3 separate regions of the Hordeum vulgare genome follow, and regions 2 and 3 are each linked to region 1. Evidence: chromatin contacts called from public Hi-C data. All regions are on one chromosome and are shown on one strand. The core of a region is the stretch at or near the end of the contact, and the rest is flanking DNA. Distances in the headings are between cores, read along the strand shown. Region 1 holds the start of LOC123444079 (ubiquitin-conjugating enzyme E2 36). Region 2 holds the start of LOC123444077. Region 3 holds the start of LOC123444082 (dof zinc finger protein DOF1.5-like).

The links. A called contact is a pair of places that touch in the nucleus more often than the background predicts.
Region 2: a Hi-C map of leaf shows a contact between it and region 1, with 2.3 times the contacts expected there. The contact joins the promoter of LOC123444077 here to the promoter of LOC123444079 in region 1. A contact is called at or near these places in 2 of 6 Hi-C or Micro-C datasets (leaf and seedling).
Region 3: a Hi-C map of leaf shows a contact between it and region 1, with 5 times the contacts expected there. The contact joins the promoter of LOC123444082 here to the promoter of LOC123444079 in region 1. A contact is called at or near these places in 4 of 6 Hi-C or Micro-C datasets (leaf and seedling) and 1 of 1 datasets of contacts at active chromatin or transcription factors (embryo).

The regions. Positions count from the first base shown.
Region 1 is chr3H:424,987,001-424,991,460 of MorexV3_pseudomolecules_assembly, forward strand. It overlaps LOC123444079 (ubiquitin-conjugating enzyme E2 36), which reads right to left and starts at 2,871. Exons shown (of 8, transcript XM_045120691.1): 1 at 2,646-2,871; 2 at 2,497-2,524; 3 at 2,313-2,399; 4 at 1,430-1,488; 5 at 494-535; 6 at 345-418; 7 at 167-264; 8 at 1-79. The coding sequence starts at 2,681. The coding sequence ends at 42.
Region 2 is chr3H:424,806,269-424,810,916 of MorexV3_pseudomolecules_assembly, forward strand. LOC123444077 reads right to left here and starts at 2,469. Exons shown (of 3, transcript XM_045120685.1): 1 at 2,139-2,469; 2 at 1,695-1,973; 3 at 1-1,359. The coding sequence starts at 2,243. The coding sequence ends at 133.
Region 3 is chr3H:425,214,491-425,218,672 of MorexV3_pseudomolecules_assembly, forward strand. LOC123444082 (dof zinc finger protein DOF1.5-like) reads left to right here and starts at 2,113. Exons shown (of 1, transcript XM_045120694.1): 1 at 2,113-3,036. The coding sequence starts at 2,185. The coding sequence ends at 2,679. LOC123444081 (protein CONSERVED ONLY IN THE GREEN LINEAGE 160, chloroplastic-like) reads right to left here. Exons shown (of 10, transcript XM_045120693.1): 10 at 3,616-4,026.

The DNA of each region.
Region 1 (4,460 bases), core at 1,621-4,120:
AAAGTATGATGGGTTATTACATCAAGAGCAGCATGGGGTTGTCATGCACCACTGGCGTACAGACGGGTCCACTCCTTCGCTGCAAACGCCAGAACAGAAATTAGTTCAGATATTATAGCCCAAGGGCAAATGGGAGAACATTATCAGACTCGTTAGCTACGTTTACCTGTTTCAACAGCTTCTGCCTCATTGGATTTCCAGTGCTTGGCAATGTTTTCAGAGAGAGGGTCATCTGGATTTGGTGCACTTAAGAGTGCCTGGATACTGAAACCAGAAAAAAGTCAAGGGGCGGCAATGCAAGTATAAACTGTTCGAATCTGTTTGTTTATGAAATGCCAAGTTACCTCAAAAGAACTGTTCGAATCTGAAGAGCCGGACTCCATTTATCCTTGAGAATGTCAAGGCATATCCTACCAAGCTACAGGTGTAATCCGTTAAGGAATAATCATTGCTGGAGAAAGTAACATAACACTGAAGAAACATGCCTGCTTACCTTGTCAATGTTGGGATGATATATTTTGGTCAGAAACCTAACCTGCGCTACCAACAAGCAAAGTATAAATGTCCACCAACATATAAGCATTAGAAATGGTATATAGCAGTGTGCAGTTTTATAGAGACCAAAGGAAGGGTGAGACTGTAATCCAGTAGCAATTGCTTCACAAGTTAAGTGCTACTTATTCATCCTTCCATAAAAATTACATTGTAAAATTAAGGAAATACAAAATCAGAATAGACTAATATTTCTAGTGTCAAACGGCCAAGCAAATAAGAGAAATTTAAGGACCTCTTTAACAGTGCACAACCAATAGAAAAATGGCAACCACTAGAAGTACATTTAGAACCATGACAACCACTAGACTAATATATAGAAATAACCTTTGACATAAGCCTTTGAGAAGGATTTTAGTGCAAGTGATAATTTTGCTGAGCTTTCTGCTAACCCACTTAACTGTCCTGATAGGTTAATCATTATGCCACACATGTCCCACACTCCATCGTTTCTAATATGGAATGTCCAATCAAGCAGCTAAAGTTATCTAAACAAGGAAATAAGGTTGATGTGATAATATAGTACCACCTCCAGGACATATAAAGCAGTCAGTAACACAACAAATGTGCACAAACATTTAGACATGAGATTTCAAACAACTTGCACGCAAATCAATCTATCAATCACTTTTTTGATTATCCGAAGCTGGAAACGCCACCGAAGTTATGTAAATGCAATTGACCAGCCCTTGAACATAAGTACTGAACTATGCAGAAGAAAGTTGAAGCCATATTGGCGAAAGAGGAAATCAGCCATATATTGGTCAAAAAGGAAATCACACTGTACAATTCTGAATACAACATAATTATGTAAAAAGTGTACAGGTCTGATAGTTGCATTGAAAACATTAACCAAATCTCATCTACAGATTATTACCTTTGGGGCAGCCATCGGATATTCCTCGGGTAAAAATAGTTCCAGCTTAAAAACTCCCCCTGCCCAATAGATAAGCAAGATAAGCAAAGGGGAACAATGTAAGAAAGCAAGTCGGTCAATAAATACTCCGTTCCTAAATATATGTCGTTTTAGAGATTCCAATATAAACTACATACAAGCAAAATGAGTGAATGTACACTCTAAAGTACGTCTATATACATCCGTATGTAGTCCGTATTGAAATCTCAATAAAGACTTGCATTTAGAAACAGAGGGAGTAGAATGCTAACACTTCAGCACAAAACGTGCCTATATCATGCAGAAGATAAGGTAATCCGTATAAACAGCAAAACCAAGATTGGTAAGCAGAATATTCAGCTATCGTTCACTTCCATAATTGGAAGTACGTTCACTAGGTTAAATTAACAAATCTCTGCAATTCAAAGATGAGAGGCATTTTCTCGTATGGCATACAGGTGGCTCGAATAACACCAAAGGGAAGCAAGCAAATATGTTACACTATGCGTATCAATACAATGTTGACCATGGAAATAAGTGACATTACAAATAAGCTTGGAGCAAGTAGCAAAAATCTATCCCTGAAACAATACTACTAGTAATTAGCCCTCCAACATTACTGATTAGGAGTACATACTAAAGAGAGAACTTAAGACTCATCAAACATGACAACTTCCCGACAGAGGAATAAACTAAAACTGACACGGCCACATCACCAGACTGATCAAACAGCACAACCTCCGCCATCCATAATTCCAACACAACCATTTTTAACAAAAAGGCTTTGAACAGAGTATCTTGATTCACTAATCGCTACCTTAGAATATCACAAACAACATCACTATCGTGTGTTAAGAAGAAATACCTTCGTAGGGCGACTGCGCCGGCCCAAGGATCATGACGTTGAAATACCGCATGTTCTCCTCCGAGGGCGAAGCGCTAATCCCCGGAGCTGCACAAACAAACCATTCAAAGAACGGGAATCAAAACCCAGAAATGCAACACCTCGCCAGAATCCAACGAAACGGCAGATTGAAAAGCGCCCGCACCTGGCTCGCTGAGGAGTCTCTGCGTCTCCTGCGTAGATCCAACCACACGGAAACCCCAAAAAGTTAGACTCGAAAAGAAAAGAAAGAAAGACGGGTCGGATCGAAGGAGTCGAGAGATCTGTGGTGGGATGATCAGATCGGAAGCTCACCTTGATGATTCGTCGCGGGAGGTTGCTGTTGGCCATCGGATCGAGCCGGGGCAGGAGCTTCCTCCTCTCCGATGAGTGCGGCGCCGGTGTTTCGTGCGGAGGAGGCGTCAGTTGGGATGGGGGAAGAACACGGGGGAGGCAGTGCGGGTGGATGCTCCCTATTATACGCACGGACGCGGTTCTGCTAAAGGTGGAGAATACATCTGTTGCTTTATTCCATTCCAGAGTGCCACTAGTATTGCTTGAGTTTTATCCCTATGATATAGGGTATTTAGAGCAACTCCAACGAATGATCCATTTGATCCTTCGTCGTCTATTTAGGTTCGTATAAAAAGTTGACCCAACGCGCCGATCCAAACAAAAACGCGTTCGTTTTTTATCCGCGTGCCGACCCATTCCCAACCCAATTTTGAGCTTGATTTGCATCGGCACGGACACGAAACGGACGCGCACGACCCTCGCCTATTCCCATACTTGGCCCCCCAGTCGGCAGCAAAGTGGCCACTTTTTCCCTCCACTTTCCCTAAACCCTCCCGCTCGCTCCCGCGCCTGCTCCCACCGCCATGGACGACGACCTCGAGGCCGCCGCCGGCCTCGCCTCCCTCGCATCGTCCGGCGTCACCCCCGCAGGCAGAGGCAAGCCCCGCGCCCCCTGCAAGACCGCCTGTGTCCAAGAAGAAGAAGGAGTTGACGCCCGAGGAGCGGGCCGTGGAGTCGACCAAGAGGAAGGACCGGAGGCACGCGCAGGATGCAAGGGGCGAGGCAGTTGCCGTCGTCGCCATCGCCGTCGCCGCGCATGAGAAAGACACCAATGCCCGGGTGAAGGCGGTAGCGAGGGATGCCTTGTTGTACCTAGGGGTAAACCCTAGCCAGCACGGGCTTGTCAACGCCGATGTTGCCGCAGTCGTAGCCAGCACGGGCTCATCAGCATATCCTTGGATGATGCGGTCGAAGTCGCCGCGCACGTCTTCCACGTAGCCGATTCCCGGCTTCCACATCTACCCGCAAGGCAGCCACTTCTCCGAGGAATGCTTGCTGGAGGTGAGCATTGTGGCCCCTTCCACGCCCGCGTCAATGACCATCGACCTCAACGCCACGTCGGTGGCAGGCGGATCATCGTCCGGAGGCACAAGGAAACGCCAGCGCGAGATGCTAGTCGACACGCTCACCGGCAACCGTTTCCTCGAGAACATGATCTTCGAAAACGGTGCACCGACGGCTGGTGGTTACTCCGCGGCTGCCTACGATCTCGATGAGACTCAAAGACACGACGGTCGAGCGTCATTCACGCAAGCCACCAATGATCCACATGACATGCATGACGCCTTCATGCAAGACCAGGTCGGTCTAGATGGCTTCCCACTCGACCATGAATTCCCGGAGGACTACGACCTCGAGGAGGAGGAGATTGAGGCCGCCAATGCCAAGACCAAGGCGAAAGAAGTGGCCCTCACAAGCATGAAGACGTGTGTGGAGATCATGAATGTTGATGTGAACACCGTGTCGCCGAGGAAGAGGCTATGGTTCGAGAAGATGTAGACCGAAATGCTCAAGTTCGACCAGCTATGATCTGCGACGGAGATCACCGTCCCTTTTTTGTATGCCGGCAAGTGTGCTGGCATGACCATGGGCCGACATGGCGTGGTCGAATTCCCGCCCATTTTGGTGTGTTGGCATGTGTGTCGAACTGCATGGTGGTTTTCTATAGGCTGGCAATGTATGCCGGCCCCTGGCATGGTGTCGATATGAACTCTTGGGCGTTGGCATGATCTATGGCTGGGGGCCTTTTAAATCTAAATTTACGGACGTAAAATG
Region 2 (4,648 bases), core at 1,219-3,718, 180 kb before region 1:
TACCAATCTGCTGGCTAATAAAAAGGAAGCCAGATGAAATACCCGGGTAAGAGCCGATAAGCTTCCAGCTATAGTTATGGAAATAAGTTGTGTGGTAGCAATGAAGTGCTCAATATAACTGCCCATTCTGCACTATGCAGGCCAGTCTCGTGGGGATGTAACATTGCTACCAGCATTGAGCTTATCAACCATGGCACTGGAGTCCGCAGTCACCACTGGGAGCGCCATACTCCCAACTAGATCCTTTGGATACCCTACTACACTGGCCGTTTCGAACATACTTCCATATGGATTCTTATGCAGGACTTGGGGTCCCAAATGATGGAACGCCATAGGAGCTGCTGCCGAATGCTGAGGCAGAACAGCAACAACAGTTGCAGGGCACTCGGCAGGATTCTTATATGTGGTTGTGTAGGCTCGGCCACTACCCTGAACAGCATACGACGCAATGCTGCAGTGGCTTGGCTTGCTTGGTTGAGGTGGGCATGAGGCCTGGCTCTGTGTTTGCAGTTGCTGTGGCTGTTGATGCTGGATATTATGCTCTGCTGTGGGAAGCAAATTTGTGTTTCCTTGGCCATAAAACGAAGGCATGACTTCATGATGCTTCTGCTGATGTGAAGAGTATGGAGACTGCCCTACCAAACTTCTCGGAAGTGGCTCAGTGGTAGCATTGGCAGGCTTCTGAGAGGAGTATGGAGGATACATGAGCGTGACTTGAGGAGTACTCTGAGAATGAGGCGAAGATGTTTTCTGTTGAACCATCTGTGGCGGGACTTGCTGAACACTGTAGTGCTGCTGTTGCGCGACAGGGGGCTGTGACCGCCATGCCTGTGACTCGTGATGCTGAGCAGGCATTTGTAGCATATGATGCTGCATTGAAGGGTATATTTCCGTTGGCTGACTAGATTTCTGAGGTAGCTCAACTGCAACCCTAGCTTCATGGTTCTGGACCTGAGGCTGCATAACCTGAACAAAAGATTCGGACTGGTTGTTCTCTGCGCAGTTCACATGATTTTGGCTTTGCATATAGTACACTGCAGCTTGGCTCGGATGTTGCTGATCATGCTGCGTGCTCAAAGAGACGGGCACCAGTTGCTGCAGAATATAACCGCCGCTACTTTGGTTCGGCATAGCAGGAGACTGCATGGCATTAACTTGGTGAATTGGCACAAAAGAAACCTCAGGGTTTGTGAATTGTGTGCTGTGATCGTTGACATTTTCCCTTGCAGCAAGCATCGACAAGGCAGTGGCTTCATTTGTTCTAGCAGGGAATTCATGCGCTATTTGAAGTTTGGCCAGTTGCTGCGCCGTGTCGGCCGGCTCATGCTTATCCTGAAGCATCTGCACGGCTTTCTGAACCTGGTCAACAGAAGAAACGATAGTTCAGCTGAGAGACCTACCTATTCATAATGTGACGAAAAATGACCCAAGCCTCACGAGAACAGTAAGTCTGACTCCACCGTACGTAGTTTAGGAATGGCAGCTCGTGAAAGTGTTCCACTGTGACTCCTTAAGCACCACACAAGACAAACGTGAAACGCAAATTCCGAGGTATATTCATCAATGGTGAAATCTGAATAGTGATTTCCACAGCCTGGACTAACAGGGCCGTGGGGGTACTCGAGACGAGAGCAAGGCATTTTGCAGTAATTGGCTGCGCGTGCGCGGATCTGGAGGCAGAGCAGGGCACGTACCTGTCTGAGGTTCTTGTCGAGGCAGCGGAAGTTGACGGTGCCCTCGCTGTGGTAGTCCATGACGTCGCTGCGCAGCTCCCCGATGGACCGCTCGAGCTTGTAGCAGTAGAGCTCGAGCTGCGAGAGCCTGCCGCCGATGCCCTCGAGCGAATGCAGCAGCCCCTCGGCCTGCTTCCTCATGCACTCCTCGACGGCCGCCATGACGGCGTCCTTGGGGTACCCCTCCTGTCCGTACACGTTGACGAACGTCCGCACCAGCTGCCTCTTGTCCTGCGAATCCTGCTTCCCCCGCTCACAAACGCATCAACCCCCGAGATCGAGGAACCCCGCGCGGTGCTAGTAGCAGTAGGGAGATGGACGGCGAAACACACACACACACACACACACACACACACACAGATAGAGAGAGAGAGAGAGAGAGAGAGAGAGAGAGACGGGACGTACCTCGGCGCGGCGGCGGGTTTGGTCGAAGGAGCAGCGGGCGTCGGGGGGGAGGCCGAAGGCGCCGGAGACGGAGGCGGCGGCAGGGCGAGCGGGAGACGACGCCATGGGCGCGCGGGCTGGCTGGCTAGGGTTTTGGGTTGGTGCGCGACGCGGGCGAGGGAGCCGGGGTGGGACGGGATGGGAGGGAATCCGAAGCGGAGGAAGGGGCGAGGAAAGAGGGGCGAGTGAGAAGGAGTGGAAGCAAAGCGGGCAAAGGGGAAAAAGCAGGGTGAAACAGAGGGTGCCGGGGGGAAAAAAAATAGGGGAGGCCAATCAGAATTCAGAATCAGAGGCGAGGCGAGGCGAGGCGAGATCGAGGCGTGGGGAGCAATAAAAATGGGGGGAGGGCGACGGGGACAAGTGGGGAAAGCGGGGGCGTGGGTGGACTTCGGGGCGAGTGAGATGCGGGGCCGATCTGCTCGAGCTGGTTCGGCTCGGCTTGGATGTGGCGGTGCTTGTTTTTGTTTACTGCTGACGGACGGGCAGCGGGGGAGGATCGGCCGTTGGGATGCCTTGCTGGACGATCGTTTTCGGATCAGACGGGAGACGGCCTGGTTGGTTTGGTTTGGTTTGGGTGCGGTGTCGCCGTCTCTAAGTCTCCGCCTCGTGAGTCATGTGCGTGATTTTACAAAAGTAATGCGTGTTGCGATGCAGGTTGTGACACTGGTTTTGATGGCGAGATGTGCCCGGTATCGGTAGCATATTAGAGCCGTCGGCATCACCGCGATCCTCTCTCATCGCTGGGGAATTATAGTTTGGCACTGGAGGCGTATACGTCTACTAGGGATGGCAATGGGTACCCATTACCCACGTATCGTGCGGGTAAAAATCCTATTAGGATAATGGTATGTGACAAAAATTTATCCATGGATATATAAATAGGAAAATCAGAAACCCATCGGATAGAGCGGGTATGGGTATGGGATCATATAACCCATACCCATATACCCGTATACCCATATAAAATCTATCTAAACTCAAAATTATCTCTACAATCTACACGATATCAATAATTTATGAATTGAAAGTGTATGTCTATGAGTTGTTGTTTATGACTACATGATGTTGTTTTATAAGTATGTGTCGTAGCTATAATCTATCTTTATAAACTATATGATACAATGCAGTTTATAACTATAAGTTTTTTAAATTGATGTTTTGCAAATATGGGTATTTTTACCCGCGGGTACCCATCTACCCTGTCGGGTAACGGGTATGGAAAAAATTGTACCCATTGACGGGTATGGGTAAGGGTGATGGGTAATATCAGACGGGGCGGGTAAGGGTATCGGGAGGCTCCACCCATACCCATACCCTGCGGGTGCCATCCCTAATGTCTACCAAAACACGCAAAGTTCGCACGTCCTTCTCCCCCCTCTCTCTCTCTCTTTCTCTTGAAATCCTATGAGCTATGGCAATGGCGGCGATCTACCTTCTCACCAGTGAGATCACGGGCCTCGTTTCCCTTTCTTCGCCACTTCGACTACGGGAGAGGGCGGGGACCCCGCTGTTTTGAACCGGTGGTGCTAGGTAAGGGTTTTAGTTTAGGTTTCGGTTTCGGTTTCTAATCATCAGTGATGTCGTCGCCAACGAAATGGAATAAGTCCTTTCCATCCAGATGGTGTTTCAATTATGCTTCTTGGCATTGTTCAAAGGCGTGTGAAGATTTATGTGTCTTCCGATGTGTTTTTTTGGCTTAAGATATTTTTTTGTGCATGCTTGTCTCGGTGTCGCCATCTTGCGGAGTGGACGTAAGGGATGCGCGCCTTGATTCTCCCACTCTAGTTTTGAACGATGAAATTTGGCTAGCTTCGAACTCGGGGAGCATGTGATAATTATGTTCCCCAACTTCTTTTGATCTGACTTACAATGTTATACTGGTCATCTTCGATGTTTCCTTCTCCAAGGCGACAATTTGCTACCCAAAATCGAGGTTCTAGCCATTTTTTGGTCTACATTGATGACATTTTGGTACTGTTTTTACAAACTTTCAGATTTTAACAAGTTTACTCCTCTTAGACGGATGTGCAGAGTTGAAAACGAGTTTCGCTCACAAAGCATCATTGCTAAATGTAGGAAAGAAATCGATGGGGGCGTTTGTTTAGGCTTAACTCATGGCTTTTGGTTTTTGATTTATCTATACTTAATAATAAAGTGGCTATCGCTTCCGTCGGAAAACCCACCGAGATGATTTTACAAAAAAGCACTTACTGTTTATAACATTAAACTCGTAGTATATATTAAATATTTTTTTAAATACTCATTTCTTTTAAACCGTAACTTCAAATTTAACATATTATACATGGAATTTGATTAGAAAAATATGTAGAATTTAAATATGATATTATTTTATCTGTTAAACGTTTAATAAAAATACTATCTAGGGTGCAATCTTAATAAATAAGTTTCGTCTTTCTTTCATACCGGTACTCATCTGGGTTGGGGATGAACACGTCAACAAAATCAGGATT
Region 3 (4,182 bases), core at 863-3,362, 230 kb after region 1:
AATCCGATGAAATTAAGAAGATCCAGTGAGTAGCTAGCGGTTCTTTTCTTATCTTAAGCCATGTTTGGAACCATAATAGATTATGATAATCTGGATTATGAACATAGATTATATAATCTGGTTTATAAAAATAATCCAGATGGGTATGTTTGGAGGCCAGATTATATAAACTATAAACCAGCTTTTAAATTGTACAATGACATGTTTGCCCTCTGCTTACAAGGAAAAATAGGAAGGTGGCGGTGGTACTGCGCAATTCTCTTAAAGTTTACAAGGGTAACACGTCATTTGTAATCCATAATCTTATTTTAGCTGGGTAGAGCAGATTATGAGATTATAATAATCTGGTCATCTAGTTTATAAAATCTACAATATAAACTGTTCTGTTTGGAAATATAATAGATTATAAAACCAGATTATATAATCTGGATGGTTCCAAACAGGACCTTAGTTATAACAAATTAAATCAAATCAACGCACGTATACTACTTTTACAGTACACTATGTACACATACTGGGGGCTCATTTCTATACCGGGACGGCAGCATATTTAAAAGCGAGTGTAATACTGACTGATCGATTCTTAGCCAAACAACGATCTATTCCTTTTATATACGTATACAATACTTGCGTAAGAAAACGATTTGTTTCAGTTTTTATCCTCTAAATAAAAACTGGATCAAAGCCCAGTTTCTTGTGAGACGTACGTGCTTCAACTCAGTTGGAGTGCAACGTCAGACAAAGGACAAGCTCTCGCTTTTCATTACCATTAGCAAAATGGTTTGATGATGTCGGCCAGGGTAAACTTTTCTACCCCCGGGGGAGTAGCAAGCAAGCCAACCTTGGCGAGTTGACTTGACAACCAAAAACACTGCGGTATCTTTATGTAGGCACATTTGGCAAGAAAGCCCATACGAAAAGTAACCTACCAACAAAAAAAGCTCTCCAATCGTTATCGGTTCCTCTCTAGGAGAATTATTATCAGATCGTTGTGCTGCAATGGTAGCAAGACATGCAAGCACGCACGGTCACGCACAGGAGTACCAGTACACGTTTCGTTTTGCCTTGAAGGTACCGGTAACGGATTTCCGGCTGATCGACTGGGCAAAACAGGCCCGGCGGAAAAAATCAAGCCCTGCCGAACCTAATCAGTTCGACGGACCCGACGCGTCACCTCAACCTTTTTATCTGCTGGATTTCGTTCAATCTTTGTGTACATACGACGGGCCCGCCCGTGTATATCGGTAGACGGTGACATCGCTGGCTATATCTTCGGTCGTCGTGCCTAACCTTGTGGGAGTATACTGTACTATGTAGTAGTAGTCCAAGATCCTGACGTGCGGGTTGCCACGGACATTTGCCATTTCGATTAGAGAGAGGTGAGACCGATGGGCGCGGCCATATAATTCTTGTGTCCTCGTCACGCTCGGGGTCGGGGGAGATGCCCCGTATCCGGGCGCCGCACACGTATTGGCCCAGCACAAATCTTCTACTCCTACTAGTACCTTTTTTTGCTTTGCTTTGCTTTGCAGGGCACGGAAACGTCACGCGCAAAACAAAAGAGAATCTGGGTCAACGACGGGCGGCAAATACGCTCCCCTCCCTCCCCTGTTGTTGCTTCACAGTGCTTCATCGGTTGAGTCCGTTCCACTCATGAGCGGATCACCGCAAGAAGTTTGAAAAGTCAAACGACAAGAGGAATATATATAGATGGATCACGGAAGTCAACACGATTGGAATGCGATAAAAGCGTGGAAAGTTGCACTCATTGGTAAAGTACTTTGAACAGGCTCGGGCCAAATCCAGGGCGTCACATGATGCCACACTTCCCATGGAATTCTTTTACGCGTGTGTGCGCTGAAATGAATGCACGCATCACTCACCATGCATGGCCCATGACTCCATTCATATCCGCCCGTCCAAGATTAAATTGCTTCACAGTAGTACTATATTTATGAGTATTAAATAAATAAATAATAATAAAACAAAAAAGGTGAAAATATCCAGAAGGGGAAAGAGATGGGGCCGGCCATCACCCATGTCACACAAAGAAGTCAGGTTTATTAAGCAAAGCAAGCATGAGTGAAAAGCGAGGGGGGGGGGGGGGGGGATTGACCACCGCCGCCTCCTCCTCTATATAGGGGGGCACTTTCTTACACACCACCACCTCCCTCCCCTGCCTCCATGGCGAACCTCCCCACCCACGCCACCACCACCAACGCCGACGCCTCCGGCTTCAAGCTCTTCGGCCAGGTCATCCAGCCCGAGGCCCACCGCGCCGCCTCCGTCTCCATCTCCATCTCCACGGGAGAGAGCACAGCGCCAACGCCAACGCCAACGCCCTCGCCCCCGCCTCCTCCTCCTCCTGCTCCGTCGACGACGCAGCAGGCCACGGTCGGGGGCGGCGAGCCGCTGCCATGCCCGAGGTGCGGGAGCAGGGAGACCAAGTTCTGCTACTTCAACAACTACAACGTGCGGCAGCCGCGTCACCTCTGCCGCGCCTGCCGCCGCTACTGGACGGCCGGCGGCGCGCTCCGCCGCGTCGCCACCGCCTCCCCCGGCCGCCGCAGGCCCCGGCCCACCGCCCGATCGGCCGCCGCCGCGGCCTCGGCGACCGCCTCCACCTCCGAGGAAGGGGCAGCAGCAGCAGCAGCGGAGAGCGTTGACTCGCGGTCGTAGGAGCCTTTCCGGGAACTCGCGTCGTCGCGTGCGTGGTGGAGCTGCCTGGAGCAATGCTTTGCTCCCTCCCTCCTCCTCCTCCGCTCTTCCGGGCCCACGCGTCAGAGACACTTTTTTGGCTCTTTGTTTTTGGGGGGAATTTATTATTATTGATGTAGGTTGTTCCATTTCGATACCATGTTAGGATTCTTTTGGGTGGCCGGAAGGATGCGGACACGGCCAGCAATGAAAGAGATACTCCCGTCGAATGAATGAAAGAGAGGAAAAGTTTGAAAAAAAAAATACTAGTCCCTACTCGTTGAAATGAATGTACCCCTTCACTGTGAGCCGTGGCAATGATGATGATGATTCATCTTTTTTCTTCCTCCCTTTTGCTGCCCCAAGTTTCTCCTCTCCTTGTCCTCTGCATTCAGCTATTAGATGCAGTGCAGGGAGGGCAGGGGGCCATTCAATGGATCACGTGTAATCGGTGACACGCTCCTCTTGAGTTGAGTTTGCTGCAGATGCGCAGCTTAAATGGAATGTATACGTGGTAGGTGGTGCGTTCTTGTACTTAAATGCCTATGGCATCAACGCAGGGCCAGAGGAATCTATCCGCTAGCAAGAAGAAGAAAGGAGGCATCTACCTGAGAAGGTTTGCACTATCCCAACTACTACTACTGCAAACAGGCAAGCTTCATCACCTCCACTTTTAGCTTTTAGCTATTCCCGGTAGTGATGATGACATAGTGTCAATTTCTTTACGTGTTCTTCTTCTCATTGTCAACGATAAGCATCATATTCATGTCATTTCTAAACAAAAAGTCCTCCACCACCGGTGCATGATCATCACTTCATCACATGGTGCTGGTGCTGGTGCTGGTGCAGGCCTGCAGCCTACTGAGGAACTCACACATGCATGCCGCGTTCCAGTTTGGCATTTGAGCATGGTCCACGGAAATAATAACATTTTTTTACTATACTTTGTAAAAGAGAGCTTCCGGAGCTACTGTATTGTACTGTACTAACAACCCTCACTATTTACATTCTGTACTGATCCGAGTCCTGCCGACCTCCTTGTGCACATAATGTTAAATGCTCAAATTAAATGTCGACTCAACCATGGCATGTGATTCGGGGTCAATGCACCAAAAGTTCAGAGGCGTACATTGTACACAACTTGTAGTATTTGACAGCACACCTGTAATCCTGTATGCCAGCTTCCCTTCGCACAGTCATGTAAACTTTTTCAGCGGAATGCTGTTAATCAGTCGATATGTTCAGACAGTATCGTCGGCCTGAATCTGATTTAGTACTTGGCGAAATCTCCAGGCTGCAGATTACACTCTTCCAAAACCTTAATAGAACCTGAGAAAAATAACAAGAGTGGGATCAGCATTGAACATAATCAAGTTACAGTACTTCATTTAAAAACGTGTAGAATCATGCATTGCAATGCCTAGTTATGCTGCTTAAAGGGCAGGATGAGCATAAATAAATCTTTAAAATCCTTCCAACTGTCGG